Regions from separate parts of the Mus musculus genome. Here region 2 is linked to region 1. Evidence: chromatin contacts called from public promoter capture Hi-C data. All regions are on one chromosome and are shown on one strand. The core of a region is the stretch at or near the end of the contact, and the rest is flanking DNA. Distances in the headings are between cores, read along the strand shown. Region 1 holds the start of Ino80d (INO80 complex subunit D). Region 2 holds the start of Zdbf2 (zinc finger, DBF-type containing 2).

Evidence for each region. Promoter capture Hi-C pulls out the DNA fragments that hold promoters and counts their contacts.
Region 2: a promoter capture Hi-C map of embryonic stem cells shows a contact between it and region 1. The contact joins the promoter of Zdbf2 here to the promoter of Ino80d in region 1. A contact is called at or near these places in 1 of 39 promoter capture datasets (embryonic stem cells) and 1 of 9 other capture datasets (pancreatic islet).

Annotation. Positions count from the first base shown.
Region 1 is chr1:63,112,931-63,116,428 of GRCm38.p6, reverse strand. Ino80d (INO80 complex subunit D) reads left to right here and starts at 2,162. Exons shown (of 12, transcript NM_001114609.1): 1 at 2,162-2,218. Ino80dos (INO80 complex subunit D, opposite strand) reads right to left here and starts at 1,958. Exons shown (of 4, transcript NR_045915.1): 1 at 1,885-1,958.
Region 2 is chr1:63,271,607-63,275,048 of GRCm38.p6, reverse strand. It overlaps Zdbf2 (zinc finger, DBF-type containing 2), which reads right to left and starts at 1,780. Exons shown (of 7, transcript NM_028673.1): 1 at 1,577-1,780. Gm11608 (a long non-coding RNA gene) reads left to right here and starts at 1,793. Exons shown (of 3, transcript XR_865482.2): 1 at 1,793-1,845.

The DNA.
Region 1 (3,498 bases), core at 913-3,412:
TATATTCAAATTTAGATAATAAAGCTCCCCAGACAAATAGTATCTGAATTCATCTTAAAGTTATAACTCGGAGACTGGAGAGATGGTTCAGCAGTTAAGAGCACTGACTGCTCTTCCAAAGGTTCTGAGTTCAAATCCCAGCAGCAACATGGGTAGCTCACAACTATCCCTAATGAGATCTGATGCCCTCTTCTGGGGTGTCTGAAGACAGCTACAATGTACTTAACATATAATAAATAAATATTTTTTAAAAAAAAGTTATAACTCAGAAATAGGCATTTTAAACATCAATTACACCTAAAATGCTTTGCAATGAATTTTAAATGAGCATCCCTAATTCCCTTGCAACATACAAAAAGCCTGGCTAGTTCCTACTTCTCCTAACACCTCCGCCATGGACATGTCAGGCTGCAGCAGCAGCTGGCTGTCTCCATGCCTGGTGCACTTTTTCTTTGATCCTGTTTATGTGCTAAAGTTTGTTCATTAAAAAAAAAAAAAAGAAAGAAAGAAAGGGAGGAGATTCTGGGGCTGGACAAATGGCTCAGTGGTTAAGAGCACTGGCTGATCTTCCAGAGGACCCAGCTCAAGTGCCACATGGCAGCTCACAACTGTCTGTAAGTCCAGTTCTTGGGCATCTAAAACCCTCACACAGCCATACACGCAGGCAAAACACCAATGTACATAAAACAAAAAATCACTTAAAAAAAGTAAACCTATTACATCTTTGCAATGTACAAAGTCGCTCAACAGGCTGACACTACACCGGAAGTTCTGAACATTCCAACACTAGGGAAGAGAAGCCTACCCCTCAATTCTGTGTTCCAAGAAGCAGGCAGCAAAGTATGCAATGTACCAAAGGCCTAGACATTCATCAATCTATGCAAACTAAAAGAAAATAACAGAAATGGAATTCTAGATATAATTCTTAATAAATAATTTTACTTGAAGAAAATCCAAGGCATCTTTCAATCTGTTGCTAGGTTTATAGGAGTCATCTTTCTTCTTGGGCTGATAGATGAACTGGCTTGCTCAGCTGTCCTGAGAGTTTAAATACACACTACTTCTATTTGCACCGTGAAAAATAAACAGCTGTATTATGCCTTTCTGGGCAGTCAATAGGTTTTACTTACATTGCTCTGAGAGAAGACAAAAGCCATCTCTTTACAATTGACTCTCAGCAGCCTCAGTTCCTCAGATACCAAAACCACAAAATCTTACCTCTAATACATGAAACCATAAGTACGAATACATACAACATAAACGAGCATTAAATAAAGACAATACCGTGACCTCTAAGTCTCTCAAGTGCCAATTTACAGACTGGCCACCAGATACAGAACTTGGACCTGCCATAGAGAAAAATCATTATTAGCCTGAAAAAAAGAAAAAAAAATAGAAAAAAAAAAGTAAGCTGCCACTGTCACCCTTATGGAAAAAGTTAACATGGAAAACAATAATATCGTAAAACCTGTGTCTTGTAAAGATTTCTTTCCATCAGAAGGTGCAGAAACATTCCCCACCACGGAGCACACGACCTCCTTTCTGTTTCTTCCCTGCTTTTTCTCAAGTATGGGCTTTTTTCCAGCGATGAGAGGTAGAAATTTGGACTTTATCTGGCTGGAGCCGGTGCACTTCTCCCCTTGGCCCCTCTCTCCTCTGCCTCCAAGATGGTAGGAAAGTTGTCGTTTCGGAGGGCAGAGGAACTGCTCTGTGGTGTTATGTCCTCGCGGTGCCTGTAGTGGTGCTGTAGGAGGCTGCTGCCTCTTCTAGTGCAGGCGGGCAGCCCTGCCTTCTTGGCTGGAGAGTATATTCAGGGATTTCCCCTTAATGATCACCGACCCTGGGAGCACTTTTTAGTTTCCAAAATAAAAATATGATCCTCACCCCTCGTGTTAGACAGGGAAAGACTCTTGCCGAAGCCCAGGGAGGGAGCAGTAGCAGCCGAGCTCCCTAAGTCCACTGCCAGCGCCTCTCTGATCTGTCAGCCTAGGCGAGGGAGGGGGGGTTGAGGGGGAGGAAGGAGGAAAAAAAAATTAAAAAAAAAAAAAAAAAAAAAAGCAGCTGAAAGGTAAGCAGAGGCGGCCCCAGGCCCGGCCCACATCCCCGGGCTCCCGTAGGGCGGCGGGCTGGGCCGCGTAGGCAGGGCGGGCGGCGAGCGCGCTTACGTGAGGCCGGGGATTCGCCGGCCCACGCCAGGCCGCGGGCGGAGAATGAAAGGGTGAGTGGGGCCGGCGCTGGGGTGGCGGGGGATGGGGCACCGGGGGCCTCGGGGACGCCCGCGGGCAGCGTCGGCGGGGGTTCCGGCGGCGGCCTGAGCGCGGCGAGCGGCGCGGCCTGCGCGGGCCGGGCCCCAGGAGTGCTGCGGAAGGGGGGGCGCCCTAGGCCTCGGGCCCCGCGGCGGCCGCGCCCTGCCCCCGCGCCACAGGCCTCCCGCGCCCCTGGGGTCCCCCGGGGCCTCGGGGCGGGCGGGCGGGCTGCATCCTGCGCCGGCCCCAAGCTCTCCCGCGGGACGGAGGGCTGGGCGGCGGGGACCGGGGCGACGGGGCCTCGGAGTGGGGACCGTGCGGCAGCACCCCGTCCCCGGGCATCGCGCAGACGGGGCCCCCCGGATTCCGGTAACTGTTGGGTTTGTTTATCCCCCCCGCTCCACGGCGCTCTGGGCGGCCTGGCCGGGGCGGGGCGGGCGGCCTGGCGGGCGTGGGGTGGAGGGGCGGCGAGGAGTCAGGTGCAGCCGCGGCCCGGAAAGTTTCCTTTTAGGCCCGAATTGGAGGCCGCCTTCTCTCCGGGGAGCCCCGGTCCTAGCGCCCGGGACCCCCGAGGGCTTCGGGGGGCGAGCACTCGGCTGGCTCGAAACTCTTTGCCAGTTCCTGTCCGTTCAAGGTACTCCGCCCCTGCACCCCTCGCCCGCGCCGCGCCCCACCCCGCTCCCCGCGATCCCCGACGGGGCTGCCAACTCCAGCCCATTCCCCAAGAGCTCCAGGGCCCGGGGAGAAGCCGTCTCTTCCGGTTTGGAAAAGTTTTCAAGGGGTTTTTCTTAGCTTTATTAGTTAGTGACTGGGCTTTCGGGGGTGGGGAAGGGAGGAGGTAGATTCAGGTGCTGTTTCTATTGCAAAGTCAGGGTCCATCGGCCTCCCCTCCTCCCCCCTTTTTAAAAAACCCAGCACCCCACCAAGGAGCTGTGGGGGTGCTACTTGTGTCTTTATTACTACCCCCACCTTCTCTCCCGGACTCCTTTGGGTCCTCAGTCTCCCTCTCTGGACAGCTCCGGCAGGAAGGTAGTTAAGAAGAGAGCAGAGAGCAAACTGTCAGGGAGAGGGGCAGGACCAGGCAGGCTTCTGGAGCAGTCCCCTGCCCTCCGTGGTAGGACTTTACCCCTCTTAGTTGGTCACTTGTCCGGTTAGAACCGACTCAGACGCTGAAGCCATGGGGGAGACCTCGGCTGACAGACAGAGCATTCAAAACTGGGAGGAAGGACCTGGAGGGCTGGGCGCCTGGGGA
Region 2 (3,442 bases), core at 531-3,030, 160 kb before region 1:
CATGCTGTCAGCAGCTTCAAATGCATTATCTTATCAAAAGATAGGAGGCAACCCGAGGTTTAGAATAAGGAAGGATATTGTTCCAGGTCTCACACCAAAAACAGGGTGGCTGGTGAAACTGAGCAAATGGTGCTTCAGTTCCTTAACATCTAGACATTTTTTAATAGAAAAATAGAATTTAATAGAATAATTTTTAGAAAAAAAATGTTTTAATATTAGGTGAAAGCAAATAATTAGCAACCAAATTTGGTACACTATACAATTATCACTACTCTGAAAACAAAAAAGGATAAAATTAACATTTAGTTTAATTCCATCATTTATACCTTTTGAGTGTTGAAAGTACTTTGGTGACTTTAAGGTTATTTAGCATGAGACCATAGGAAGCAATAACATTTTTATATTACAACCCAATGCTCGAGAGTGCGCGCGTACACACACACATGCACACACACGCACACGCAGTTTTTAAAGGTTTCACAAAACAATACCCTAGCTGTATACATTCTGGCATTTTTTGTTATCTTAATTCATTTTTTAATGTTAGTCATGAATAACTACATCAGTCTCTCAATTGACCAACAGGTATGAAAAACAGTGCCCCAAATTATTAGGAAGAGTAAACAATATGTTATAGAAACCGGTTGCTACCCTGATTTCAGCTTTCTTCCAGCCAATGGGCTGGCTACTGCAGTGATACGTAATCAAATTTTCAACGAGTTTCTAGCTAGCATGTAACGCTTTGGTTTCAGACCATACAGAAAAAGTCCTCGATGTATTAAGTGAAAAGAACGAAAAATAAACACCCACACTTATGTAAAACACGCACATGAAGCAAGTACATGAACGTATACATTCTCAAAAAGAAGGGGCTGATAATCTGAAATTGTTAATGGACTCTCTCTAGTGGATGAGATTTGCTACGGGCTTTCTCCATGCCCCTCGCCGCCCCTCGAAGCATATAACTGCAGCAAAAACAAATACACGTATTTAAAAAAAACAGTATCATTTGGGGACGAAAACCGTTTTTAGTGCCTTGCGACCTGCATCTTTTCTTTTTCTTTCCCGAGCTACCCATAACTGTCGTCAGAAAACCGTAGAACCTGGAAAGGGCCTTCTTGGGAGCAAGTAAAGACGACGATGGCGTCTCTGACCAGCTCTACACAACTGTTGCACGACGGCAGCAAAGCGATCGGTAACACGCACACACTCACACGACCCAGCATCGACGGTCCCCAGCAAAACTCCGCGGCGGGGAAGGCCGGGGACCGAGCGCGCAGGCAACGCGGCGAAGGGGGTGTGTGGACAGGTGGCGCCGAATGCCTCGCGCGGCCCGGTCCGCCCGCCGCCCGCCGCCCGCTGCCCGCCCTGGCCTCTCCCGCGTCCCTGCCGCCACCAGGGCTCACCTCCTCCCTCCGCCGTGCCCCGCAGCCGCCCCGGGGCTGCGCGCCGTGAGGCCGCCCGAGTCCGTCGCGGCGAGCGCGGGAGTCCGGACGAGCCGTCCACGCCGCCCCCGGGCAGGAAGCGGGTTTCCCGGCCCGCACACCGCCACGGCCCGCCCCGCCACGGCACTCACCTCCGTGGATGCCTCCTGCTCTCCTTCCGGGCCGCTGCGGGCCGCGGCCGGCCTGGGCGCGCTGCCCGCCGCTTGGGTTCCGCCGCGCCGCGAGGACCCCCGAAACGTCCCGAAGCCGCCGGGCCCCGGGCCACGCCCGCCCGGAACGGAGGAGCGGAGCGGAGCGGAGCGCGTGTCGCTCGACGCGGGCTCCGAGTCGCGACTGGGCTCGGGCTGGCACGGGCTGGCCAAGGCACCGCAGCCCCACTGCAGCTCTGACGTCAGCGAAGGTGCGAACACTGGGCCCCTTCTGACGCACGGCCCGGCGCCGCCCCCGGCCCCCGCGCCAGCCCCCGCCGCTGCGAGCCCCTTCCTCCCGCTCTTAAAGCGCACACTTCCTGCAGGCGCCGCCCCACGCGCCCCCCGCCCGAATCAGAGCTTGGGGTTTGGGGCTTGGGACCGGGACCCAGAGCCAAGCTTCAGCTTTTGGAGAAGTTAAGTCCCAAGTGACCAGATGAAAAATGGCTCGCGAAGCAACATGTGAATTCGGGCAAGGAGAATGGCGTTCAAGGGGTTAATGAAGAGCTTGGTTGCCCAGAGTCTGCAGTGAGGTGCCTCAACCAAAAGCTGCTTTTCAAAGACCCGTTTACTCAGGGCTAGACACTGTTTTAAGGTTGCTATCGCGTTCTGCGTTTCACTGCTGAAGGGTAACTGTAAAATGAGTCCAATGAGCCCCCTTTAACAAAAGGGGAGACCCGGGTTCCTTTAAAGAGACAAGGTATTCAGACTTCTAATAAGCACAAGAAAGGGTTACGAAAATTAACAAATATCTGTTTGCCCTCAAGTACATTCACTGCCCTATCTTCTACAAAAGCAGTAGTGAGCAAAAACCAAGTGCTATGGGGAGACACAAAGCTAAATCAGTTACTACTGAATATGTACTAAGAGTCTGTGATGAAGAAAATAATCGTTACCTAAAATAAGAACAGCCTCTGAAAGCTATATTTCCTTCACACACACACATCCTTTTCTTTTGCAGACAGGGTGTTCACTAAGTAGCTCAGGTTGGTCTCAAACTCTTAATTCTCTTGCTTTGCCCTCCTAAGTGCTTAAAGTACAAGTACCGCTCAAGGCTAGGGAGCCATGCTTTATGTAAAAGTATTCGTGGTGCTGTTGGCACGGCCTTTCTGGAGACTCATCCCAGCCACTCAACACACAACACATTCCAGCCAAACCCTGATGTATATATTCCCAGTCTCTAGATTTCTTGTAAAACACCAAAAATACAAACGTCTTTAAGAGAAATGTTTTACACTTGTCAGCCTTGGAATTATCGACGAAACCCAGTCACGAATTAACCCTTTTCTCCTGACATAACTGTATTTCAGCTAAAGCACACATTTTTTTTTTAATCTTCCCACTTCAACATCTCCAAAATCAGAATGCATCTTAAAAACTTGGGGCCTCTTGATTTTGTTGGCCAGATGGCAGTATTGCTACCACATACAAAAGATGTGTGCAGCTGTTTAAAACTGTTCTTGCTTCAAACGAGTAAAAATGCATTGTTTAATGAAACCCGCAACCCTACAAGGAAGGGAAGTATTAGACATCTCGCCATTCAAACTTGAAAACAACTTGCAAGCTTCTAGCTCAAGACAGCTCAAGCGCACAGGAACACACACACACACAATAAATGTGGAAAAGATTTCCTGGGGAAAGGGATGACTTTTTTTTTTTTTTTGAAAGGAGGATTTTTCTAAAACCAAAATCAGTTTCCCCAGCACTTCCGAGATGAGGGTGACAAGATGGGCTAAAATCTATTGCCTTGATGCCAGTACCCAGTTGCTCAGCAAGAACATTAGTTCTCAGTGCTTTGGGGGACCTGTG